Linked DNA regions of Mus musculus: all the other regions are linked to region 3. A link is a contact called in public promoter capture Hi-C data. All regions are on one chromosome and are shown on one strand. The core of a region is the stretch at or near the end of the contact, and the rest is flanking DNA. Distances in the headings are between cores, read along the strand shown. Region 1 holds the start of Pramel12 (PRAME like 12). Region 2 holds the start of Plod1 (procollagen-lysine, 2-oxoglutarate 5-dioxygenase 1). Region 3 holds the start of Cap1 (CAP, adenylate cyclase-associated protein 1 (yeast)).

The links. Promoter capture Hi-C pulls out the DNA fragments that hold promoters and counts their contacts.
Region 1: a contact with region 3 is called in a promoter capture Hi-C map of liver, with 4 times the contacts expected there. The contact joins the promoter of Pramel12 here to the promoter of Cap1 in region 3. A contact is called at or near these places in 6 of 39 promoter capture datasets (cranial neural crest, frontonasal cranial neural crest, liver and 3 more) and 1 of 484 Hi-C or Micro-C datasets (rod photoreceptor).
Region 2: a promoter capture Hi-C map of second pharyngeal arch cranial neural crest shows a contact between it and region 3. The contact joins the promoter of Plod1 here to the promoter of Cap1 in region 3. A contact is called at or near these places in 5 of 39 promoter capture datasets (cranial neural crest, frontonasal cranial neural crest, maxillary cranial neural crest and 2 more).

Annotation. Positions count from the first base shown.
Region 1 is chr4:143,410,268-143,414,460 of GRCm38.p6, reverse strand. Pramel12 (PRAME like 12) reads right to left here and starts at 2,035. Exons shown (of 5, transcript NM_172877.3): 1 at 1,370-2,035.
Region 2 is chr4:147,934,431-147,938,190 of GRCm38.p6, reverse strand. It overlaps Plod1 (procollagen-lysine, 2-oxoglutarate 5-dioxygenase 1), which reads left to right and starts at 1,415. Exons shown (of 19, transcript NM_011122.3): 1 at 1,415-1,589. The coding sequence starts at 1,514.
Region 3 is chr4:122,884,590-122,888,195 of GRCm38.p6, reverse strand. Cap1 (CAP, adenylate cyclase-associated protein 1 (yeast)) reads left to right here and starts at 2,120. Exons shown (of 13, transcript NM_001358035.1): 1 at 2,120-2,382.

The sequences.
Region 1 (4,193 bases), core at 786-3,285, about 21 Mb before region 3:
CCTAACTCATTTGTTTCATTTTATGTAAACAAGGTCACCCCAGTCTAGCCCAGAACTGGAGATCACGCTTCATTGTGTTTCTAGGGCTGGAATGCCAGAAAGAAGTAAGCAGCCCACCTGGCTTCTTTTTATTTTAATTTGGATCAAGGTCAAGTTAAATTATCCAGGCTAAACCAACTACATTCCTATAGCTTCAGTCCTCAGACGAGATGGGACTTGTAGTCCTGTGCCATAAAACCTCTTCAATCCCAACGCCAAGGAAGCAGCAGAGGCAGGCAGGTCTCTGTGAGTTTGAGGCCAGCCTGGTCTTCAATGCTAGTTCCAGGACAGCAGGGGGTACAAAAGAAACCCTGTCTCTGAAAAATTTAAAAAAAAAAAACAAAAACAAAAAGTGAAAGAAAGAAAACAAATCTCAATTTAGATCTCAAATTTCAAAACATTAACTTTTGTAAAATTTAAGGAATTTCAAGCTAATCAATCAAATGTAGAGTTAGAAGGTCAGGGGTTCAACTGAGACCAGCCCAAGCTTAACGAGACTCTGTCTTTAAGAAATTTTAAAGTCAGTGGGCAACACTAGCTAGACATGGTAGTGCATGCCTTAAAACCAAAGCCTTAAAACCAAATACTCAAGAAGCAGATGCAAATGGATCTCTGTGCATTCCAGGTCACCCAGGGCTACAGAGAAACTCTGCCTAAAAAAAAAAAAAAAAAAAAAAAGTAAGAATGTAAATGAATAAAATCCAAACTCTAAGAAGATGGAATTAAAAGGATCAGATAAGACTATGTCTTCAAAATAAAATGAAATGAAAATTTTAAAATGTGAAGTCAGATATGATGAGACTACATGTGAATTCTACCATATTCTGCATGTGACTCTGTCTCTAAAAAGAAAAATTAAAATAAGCCTTAAATATTGAATCATTAATTCAACATTCAGAGGGGTGAGGCAGTCTGAAGCCAACCTGAGCTAGACTAAGGCCCCATCTAAAAAAACAAAAACAAAAACAAAAAACAAAGAAAAAATTTAACTTGACACAAACCAAGGTATAATTCTAGATATTCCATTAACTTTCAGCTTGTAGTTCCAGCTTGGGGAGGCAGATGCAGAACTGCCAGGTAATTTAAAAGCACTCTTGGCTGATCTGCGTTCTAGGTGGGCCTGGGCAGCAAAGTAAGGTCATGCCTCAAATAAAATAAAATAATAAATGAAACCAGCAAATTAAGGTCGAAGATGATGGCAACCATCACTATTAGTAAACTCAATGCCTGCGATCTGTTCCTGGGAAGAGAAGAAATCAGAGTTCCTTTGGCATCTTGGGTCAAGTGGCCCTCAATCAAAACTGTGCCCTTCTGGAGGTGACTGACTTACCAGAAACAAGAACTGATGGCAGAACTCAGAATCCCAGCAGGCCCAGGCAGTCAGTCCAAGCTCGGACTCCAAGTGCTGGTGAGTGTCTTCCCGAGCTTCTCTAAAGCTTTTATAGCCATCTTCACTTCAAACTTCCGGCCTGAGGCGTTTTCATCCGTCTCGCACTTCCGGCCTGCAGCGTTTTCATCCGTATCTGTCTCGCACTTCCGGCCTGAAGTGTTTTAGCCGTATCCGGTCCCACACTTCCGGGTTCCGTTTTATACTTCCGGCCTGAAGCGGTTTTTATTTTTTTGTTTTTCGGCGGTTTGTTTTTTGTTTTTTGTTTTCTTTTTGGTCGCCCCTCCCCCGGCTCGGTCCGCGTATTCTGTCTCACATTTCCGGTTTGTAGTCCCGCCTGTCAACCACAAGCCGTCCTCTGATTGGATGACTGAGTTTCCGCCACGTCTGGGCGTTTTCTGTTTCTGTATTGATTGACAACATAGTCTCCGTGGAAAAGGAAAAAAAAAAAAGAAAGAAAGAAAAAAACAGCCGGGAAAACCGCGCACATCCGCGGAGAGGCAGATGCAGGCGGATCTCTGGGGAGGTAAAGCCAAATTCACGGAGATGAGGGAAAAAAATCCTGAAAGCCGCGGAAGCGGTTCACGCCCTTAATCCCAGAACTCCTGTGAGCGATTCAGGCGGATCCCTGTGACGTCCGGAGCAGCCTGCTCTACGTAGAGCTCCAATACAGCCAGGACTACATAGTGAAACTCTGACTCAAAAAATAATAATTTAAAAAAAAAAACTGAGATTCCGTGAAAGTCAAAAGCCGATGCGTTAATTCACTTCATTCAATTTGTTTTCTGTATTTGCTTTACTTATTTATTTTCTTGTTAATTCACTTGGTTCTGCATTTCTTTCATGAATGAAAAAATAATAAACTAAGGACATGGCTGCTTCTAAGTATGGTGGAGGAGGAGGTTTATTGTAGGGGAAAAGGGAAGCATAGGCAGACAGCTGGGGGAGTTCAGAGTGGACATAACCCCTGAGCCATAAGACCCGGGTGCTGTGGCCAAAAGGTAAAAAGGGGGCAGGTAACTAAAATGGCTGGGTTATATAGAGAAGGGCAACACAAGCTGGAGAATTTGGGGTAGAAGGTGGAGTGTGCCAGCCATACCCTGTAACAAGGGGTACTGGGAGAACGTGGCAGCCTGGTCCACATTGATATGTTAAATAGGCACCTCAGCCATTTATTTGAGACTTAGAGTTTCAGAGGTGGAATCTTGCTCAGTACCTAAGGTTGATTTGGAACTCCAACTCTTAGCCAGTCTCCAGTCTCCACCTTCCTCTGGGGTTGAGCCAAGAGGAAGTTGTGAGCCAACATACCTGGCGGAATTGTATTCATTTGTGGCCCACTTAGTTCTAAGTATGAGTCACTGGGGATAGGAGTTTTAATCTGTGCCTGACGAATAGACATTTCTTAAAGCTGATATTATTATTGGCAAAGTTACGAATATGTTCTGGATCAGGGCCTGAGCTGGATGCTCTCTACCAGTCATCTGCTGTGGCATCTTCTCAGAAGGCAGGAAGATGTTCCCATTAATACTGCAGTAAGTGGCCTGGGAAGAAAGCTCAGTTTATAGAACAGTTGCTGCCCAGTATTCTCAAAGGTGCACTGTCCAGCAAGCACTGCATGCACCAGACAGACACTGTGGGGCATACTTGTAATCTCAGAACTAAAAAGTTAAGAGTTAGGAGGATCAGTTCAAAGTCATTTTTCCCCAAGCTTCATTGCCGGCCCAGGCTATATAGACCCTTACTCTCAAACGATGAAGAAACTTGCCTTTGAGAACAAAGGTTTTCCACATTAGGTTTTCCAGAAGGTAGAAGATGCTTCAGAAAGTGTCAGCCAGCACACTGGCTAGAGAACATGCAATAGAGAGTGGGGGCTGTGGGGTGGGTGAAATGGCTCATAGGTAAGGAGACCTGCCACAGCACTAGACTATTGGGTTCAGTCACACACTTAAGTGCTGGAAGAAGAAAACTGACTCTTGGGCTTGCCCTCTGACCTCCACATACACCCACAGACATACAGAAAATACACATACTTTTTTTTAAAAAATGAAAAGGAAGGTAAAGCCAGAGTGATAGCTCAAGCTTATATCTCAGCACTCAGGAGGCTGAAGAAAGCTTGCTACAAGTTTTGGGTCTAGCCTGGACAACATACTAAAACTCAGTTTCTAGTAAACAGCTAACACTGGAAGCAGGACCTCAGTGCCACAGGGTATCTTGCCATCAGACCTGAGGGCTTAGGTGATAATAACCTAGAAGCTCTGGAGTTAGGAGCTGTGGCAGCCTGGGATATCAGAGAGCAAGCACACAGTAGAGAAAGGCAGTACCTCTCTGGCAGTGTGGTTGGTAGCACCTGAAAGTTTTGGTTTTGTTTGTTTGTTTGTTTTGCTTTGTTTTAATATAGAGTCTCTTTACATAATCCTGCCTGTTCTGGAGCTCACTGTGTACTGACTTTGAAAACTCACAGAGGAGCTGGAGAGATGGCTCAGTGGTTAAGAGCACTGACTGCTCTTCTGAAGGTCCTGAGTTCAAATTCCAGCGATCACATGGTGGCTCACAACCATCTATAATGGGATCTGATGCCCTCTTCTGATGTGTCTGAAGACAGCTACAGTGTACTTGCATATATAAATAAATCTTAAAGAAAAAAAGAAAAGAATACTCACAGAGATCTGCCTGCCTGCCTATCCCCACTAGGTGCTGGAACTTATGTCATGTACCACCACACCCAGATTTCTTTTTAGATGAGACACAGGTCACACCCTGTAACCTT
Region 2 (3,760 bases), core at 166-2,665, about 25 Mb before region 3:
CCATCTGTGAGAGTGTGAGTTGACCTCTGCACAATGAGGTGGACGCCCATTTTTCCAGCCTGTTCTTATTTCCCAGAAAGGACACGTGGTTCTTCAATTGTACAAGTATTGTACATCTTTCTCAAGAAAAAGAGAAACAAGAAAAGAAGAACGATTCCCAATAATATGACCTAGAAACGCTGCATAAGTTATGAACATGTTTATTCCACAACTTGGAAATAATCATTGCAAACATTGGTCTGTAAGTTTCCTGTGTTGGGGGTGGGTGTGTGTTGTTGAGGTCTCACACAGTCCACACTAGCCTCAAGCTATATGGTCACTAGCTCTACGGCTGAGCATGTCTTGAACTCCTGATCCTGCTATGCCTCCTGAGTGCTGGGATTCCAGCTCGCTTTGACACCTTCTTCCTCCCTTCTCTGACTGAGTCTGGCTGTGCAGCTCAGGCTGGCTTTGGACAATGGAGCTCTTCTACCTCCTGAGTGCTAGGATTTGGGCAGACCCCACCCTACCCCACCCAACCTTGTTTTGACCTATCTGCTAGGCAGAGGATCTATCTTTAACAATGAGTCATACTGAAGAGAAAACCTTTCCCACTTAGCATCCTGTAGATGCCTGTTTCCTTTGTGAAAGACCAAATCTCCCTAACTCCCTGATTTCGTCAAGCCCCTCCTCCCCCGCCCTCCCGAACCCTGCCCTAGGATCTAATCTGTGGGACTGAGATTCCAGGGTCCCTGTTTGAGCTCTCTTCTACGGCTTGACAGATTTTGTCTAAATGTAGATGTGCTTGGCTCACATCTGGACCAGGAACCCTTGCTCCAGAAACTTTTGACCTTCTTTTACTTTGTCTGTGAATGGCACTGAAAATTTTCACTCCATCCACTTAGCCCTCATTCATCCATCCACTCACTCACCCATCCATCCATCTGGCCCCCCATCATCCATCTATCCAGCCAGCCAGCCACTTACCCATCCATCCACCTATACCGCCATCCAACCATCCACTCACTCACCCACTTACACACCCACTTATCCATCCATCTAATACCCCCCCCCCACCATCACCACACACACACACATCCATCCCATAATTAACCGCTGCAATTTCCTTGACTACTTTCTGATTTCCTTCCAGGGAGCGGAAAGTTGAATTAAGTGATTCTCTTTTGGGAGCTGGGGCTAGACTTTATATATATATTCCCACCATCGCGGTGCAGATGATATTAAGTCTCCTCTTCTAGACATCAAGGCCTCGCCCTCCTCGCCCACTTGGAGAGAAGCGGGGGAGGGAGAGCATGGACGGTCCGGCATCGGGACCCAGGGGGCACAACGACCTGCCCCAAGTCTGGAGGACCTAGAAGCCTAAGCAGGAAAACCCTTCCCCGAGGCGGGCGGAGGCGTGCGCGGCACCGCCCCCGGGGCGGGCTCAGTGCGTGGCAGCGCCCGCCGGCCCCGTCGCGAAGTTTCCAGTTCAGCTTCTGTCTCAGTGCCGGCGGGTTGTTCCCGAGACTCCGCTATGCGGTCCCTGCTGCTCCTGGCCCCGTTGGCCTGGCTTCTTCTGGTCCAGGCGAAGGATGACGCCAAGCTAGAGGGTGAGGACGCGGCGGCGGAGCTGTGCCTGGCCGTCTGTCTCGCCGAGGACCGGGGTGTCCAGGCGACCTGGGCTGGAAGGGGGGGAGCCGGGGAGCTGGGTTGCGGTCATCTGTCCACTTGCCCGCGGGTGACTCCGGTAGATCACTTCCTCTCATGGGGTCGGGATTCCTAGGTTTGTGCTGCGGGCAGAGGAGGGGACAGCCGAAGTACACTCTCCCCTTGCGCGCCCCCTACCCTCATTTGGCGCTCAGAGGAGTCCATGATCACAATTCCCATAATAAGTAGCAAGACTCCCGTTTATCGTACACGATCTGCTGCAGCCTGGCCTCACTAGTTAAGCACCAGTTAAATACGTTTGCTGGAAGTGTTTTCTTATGTTAACCCCGTTTTCCAGCTTTACAAACTGAGGCTCCAAATCAGCCGCATTCTCCAGGGCATCCTGTTTTCTTCCACCCATGTTGCTGGAGACATGGGAGTTGGCCTGAACATGGTGGGTGGTAGGAATGTGGAGGGCTCCGGTGGGTGAGCCCTGTTGGTAAGAGCACTTGCCTAGCTCGCATGCAGCCCAGGGTTTGGTCCCCAGCGCTGCATAAACTAAACATAGTTGTGCATGCTTATAACCCCAGTACTCAGGGAGGTTGAAGCAGGGTTATCAGAAGTCCAAGGTCATCCTCAACTACACGAAGGGTTAAAGTCAGTCTAGACTACATGAGACCCTGACCAAAAAGGAAAGAAAGGAAGAAAAAAAAAAAAAAAAAAAAAAGGAAAGGAAAAGAACCTGGCTTTGAAACCCATGTGCTGGGAGCCACAGGTTTTTGCATGCCTGCTCCGTCTTCCATCTGTGCTCAGTTATACATAGGGTCACACGCCTTTCGCGTTGGTGATGCACAGTTTTTGAGAAGCTTGGTATTTTAGACTCCAACACAGAGTGGCAAGACCTCATTTCTAGAGATCACAAGAGATTCCTCAAATAAGACCAGCCCCTGAGTCCCCTTAAAGTCAAGGCTCTGGGCATTTTCTCTCCAAGCTCAGAGCAGCTAGGTTTGTTGTTGTTGTTGTTTTGGGGTTTTTTTGTTTGTTTGTTTGTTTTGGTAGGGTCTAATCTAGCATCAAAGGAAGATAGATAAGAGACTCTGATAAGTCCCGACTACAGAGTTGGTAATGTGTGCAAAGGCCCACCTAGTGGCAGGAACCTGGAGCCCAGTGGCAGCCATTTTTTCTCCATTTCACTTTCTCCTGCTTCTGCTGATGCGTGCTCGGATACTCCAGACCATCCCAGTTCCAAGAGCCTCAGTTGCCCTCTAGGAAGCCCAGAACTCAGCTCCCGCTCTGTGCCAAGAATGGAGGCGTCACCGGCAGACACTGTGTTCCACACTTCAGACACTCATTTGGGTCTTCACATTAATCTCTGAAAGGGGGCTCCTTCATCCATGGTTCCTATGGTGGAGTTCAGGAAGGCTAAATTCCTTGCTGAGCCAACTGTTCGTAACACTCTGCTCTTCCACCATGCCTCTTTCATCTCTGCTGACTGGGGTCATAGTTTGTCCATCTGGGGACATCATTACTGGACTTTGGGCAGCAGGAGGGGAAGGCTGAGCTTTCAGGTGGCCAGGCCCATGTGGCCCTGGTGGCTGTTGAGGTTGGGTGGGGGTGGGGCGAGGGGGTAGGGTGGGGGTGCTATCCTGGTGGAACCCATACCTCCTGTTGATACTTTGTGGGTGGCCCAGAGCTCTGATGGGCTTGATGGTGGACTGGAGAGGGTACCTGCATGGGTGGAGACTGGAGAAGCCCCAGTGGTTCTGGATTCTATCTCCAGTCAGCTGTTCTACCATGCTGGGTGCTGTAGTGGATCAGGGGTATGAACGTGGCTGGGTGTGGTGGTGGATGCGCACCTTTGACCCCAGAACTCGGGAAGCAGGGGCAGGGGCAGGGGCATCTCTATGAGTTTGATGCTAGCCTGGTCTACAGAGTGAATTCCTGGACAGCCAAGGCACTTTCTGGCCTATGATATTCTTCCTGCCCCCTTTTGGCATGAGGGCCTCAGAACGGGTGACTAGATTGGTTCTCCTCAGCTTCAGGGAGACTTTAACTTTTCAGACAAGAGTTGGTGGGAGCTCTTCCTCTCATGTGTGCTGCATCTTTCTTCTCTGGACTCCTAGGGTCAAGTGGG
Region 3 (3,606 bases), core at 871-3,370:
ATGGATGGATGATCTGTATACTTTGTGTCCCTACTCACAAAAGAGATTTAGGAGGGTAAAATTGGTTAGGGGGAGGGGCTGTCTGTTCTGAGCTGCATATAGACTCATATTTAACCTTTTGATTTTGTTTTGTTTTGTTTTGGCAAATTGTTGCTTTGTAGTCCAGGCTGGCCTCAGACTCAGAGTCGTCCTATCTCAATCTTCCCAGAGGTGAGATCAAAGGTGTGCATCACAACTCTCTGTTTGATGTTAAGACAGTATTTATTGGTTAAACTTTTAAATTTTAAACGTATTTTATTTATTGACCAGGCAAGTTGGCCCATACTTTTAAATCTAACACTCAGGAGGCAAAGACAGGCAGAGATGTCTGAGTTCAAAGCTAGTCTGGTCTTGGCTCTAGGGTAGCCAAGGGTATGAGAAGTTTTCTCAAGAGAAAATAAAACAAAAATTTTATTTGTTGTGTGAGAGATTGAACCCACATGGACCATGAATGACTTTTTGAAGTCTTCTCTCCTTCTGTCAGGTAGGTGTTGGGGAATCAAACTCAGGATTTGGAAGCAGATGTCTTTCTCCAGTTGAGTCATCTTTCCAGCCCAAATGTATTTGTTTGTTTGAGGCAGGGTCTCACTGTGTCTGGAACTCATTATGTAGACCAGGCTGGCCTTGAACTCACAAAATCAACCTGCCTCTGCTTCCCGGGTGCTGGAACTAAAGGTGAGCATTACCACACCTGCCCCTGAAATGAACATATTATAAACGGATGATTTTTGTGCCATAATTTGGTATGTTGTCATTTCTGTTTTAAACAAACTGGGAGTCATAAACTGGGGGAGGCCAGTAAATTGTCCAAAGCACCTTGATCAAAGTCGGGACGCTAGTAAAGGGCTCGGAGTCAGGAATGGAACAACTTACGTCTACAACCAGAGGCACCCAATGCCTCAAATGTTCCCAGATCTATCTATCACTGGGGATGATTAAATTCATTGGTTCTAAGACAGTCAAATGCGTGCTCTGTTTAAAGTTTCAACATCTACTTTGTGACCTTGGCAAGTTATTCAGCTTCCTCATTTGAAGCTCCGAGGATGTAATGGTACCTACCGCAGAGAGTTGCTATTAGGATTAAATGAAAATGGTTTGAGCGCTCAGCACAAGCCTGGCATGTAGTCAGCGCACAGTAAATGGTAGCTATTATTACATGAACTGTATTTGTTGAATGATTGACTCTGGCATATAACACCTGCATTCAACTTGAACGCGGAGTTGTCAGTCATCCAGTCGAAGGGGTAGGAACCATAGCACAGCACTCGCCAATTTTTTTTCTAGAAATAAATCTTTGTGGGAGGATAATGACCGGTTGGAAAGTGTTAAGTCCGGAGGAAACAAAGACGCGATCCCCCGTCTAAGAAGCAGGGAGGCGAAGACTGCCCTGCAGGCTGCAGTTACAGCTCTGAATCGCACACGGGCTCATTAGCAGCCAGCTGGGCATACATAGCTTGGGGCGATGAAGCCTCAAAAGCAAGATTTTTAAGGAATGGGACAAGATCTCCTTTAATTTTGCTCATTTCATTTCAGGGACCACACCCTACAGGGTGGGAGGAAGAACTCCGAAGCCTGAGGCGGAAGCTTAAGCACAGCCACGGACCTGACCATCTATGGTCACAAAACGCACAGAGCAAACAGGAAGTGGGGCGCGAGTGGAAGATTTTCTCCACCTTCCCAGCCCTAGCCTCGGAATCGAGCGAGGGCGAGCATGCCCAGACGCTCAAAGCCTACTCTATTAGCCTCCGCGACCGAGTCCATTGCTTTTCTGTACTACAGACAGGGAAACCAAGGCTTGCACGCCCAGCCAGGGGCGAAATTTGGTCCCGGTCCCCCCAACCACCAGACACTGGGTCTCAGAGCCTTCTAGCCCCACTGTTGTTCCCTGAACCTCTTCCGGACTGAGGCTAAAAACGTAACGACCTCAGTCTCCGAGCACAAATTGACAAAACAAGCAGCCACTCAGCTGTCTTCCTTTGAGGAGGTGGGGCTTGGTTAGGAACTCCAGCTCCTTATTGGTCTGGGCCTCGGGGCGTGACCAACCGTGGACACGCCCCTTCCCCGAGTTTTCCTCCCCCACCTCCCTTGGAGGCGGAGCCCTTTTCCAAACGCTCCTAAGCCAGATTCTCTCTCCGGTGGCGGGGAATGAGGGCGGAGTCACGAGCGGAGCGGCCAAACTTCTTCCTCTCCCCCGGGCTAGCGTTACAGCCAGTGGTTCATTTCCGGTGGGGGTGCCGCGCCCAGTGAGGGCCCGGAAGTGGGTCGCGCGAAGACCGCTGGGCGGTTCTTGCCGGAAGTGGAGAGCGGCTGATCGCAGTCCGGAGGTGAGGCGGAACTCTTAAGGTGAGGGTTGGTGGTTGGATAAGGATTGGGATGGTCTTTGGGGCCCACCGGGTCCTGGCCGTTAGTAAAGGCTGTGCTAGCCTACGCGCGTTTGAGGAGTCTTGCTGAAAGGCCGGGGTTTGGGCCCTTCGGCCATCCCGGGCTCCTGGGTGCGGTCTCTTGAGGTGGGGCTGGGGTACCAGATTGAACCAGGAGGTCTTGGGGAAGCCACTTTCTCCTTGATTTCGCAGCTCTGCCTATCAGCCTCCGCGGAGGCCTGATTCCTAAAGGCATCCTAACCAACTGAATGGACCCTGGGAGACCTTAGAATTTCCTCCTGACCGGGTCTTGTTCCCATTACTCGGATGGGTAACTTGATCTCGGAGAAGAAAAGAATCTGGTTTTAGAGAGAGGTTTCCAGTCCTAGATCCTTCCTTTCCTTGGAACCTCTCTAACTTTCGATCTGGGCAGCTGCAGGTTAAAGGCTATCTGGTAGTAGAACTAAAAAAAAAAAAAAAGTTAAAAATTTGGAATGCCTGTTAAATTTAAGGTAGGCTAGTAAGCCCTGCGTTTACGTTCAGTGAGCTCCCCTTACTCTTAGACTGCCACTGTTCACTCGCAATCCAAGCTAACTTTATGGGAGGTGCTGTCCACTTCTGGATCTGAAGTCAGATGATTCAGGTTGGGTCTGGCACAGTTGCCAAGTGCCTGTGGTCGTAGGATCGCTGTGTTTATTCTGTGTTGGCAACATGGAAAATGTCATCGAATACAGCTTTGAAAAGTCTAGTCATTGCCCCCATCGAGTTAGCAGTGAAAGACAGTTAAGAAATAGTTACAAATGTGGTGAGGGTGCTGTGGAAGGACGCAGCAAGGGAGTCAGAAGCGTTTTGAAAGATCAAGAGGGTGTGTGTGTGTGTGTGTGTGTGTGTGTGTGTGAGAGAGAGAGAGAGAGAGAGAGAGAGAGAGAGAGAGAATATATTAGATAGAGGTTAGTTAGTATCAGAACTGTCAGCTGTAGCTCTTTGTACTGCTTTCCCTTGAAGTGAAAATCCAGGGTTAGAACAGCACGTTCATCATCTGCCAAGCATTTATTGGACCTCAGTATGTGTGAAAACATTTTAGCTTAGGCACTTAGCCCTTCTGGCTAGGAATACACTTGTTCTCTGGTGATATGTACAGTATGGGAGGAACCGGCAAATCAAGGGTGGTTGAGTGTGTGCACTGTGTGAACACAGAGCTACTGAG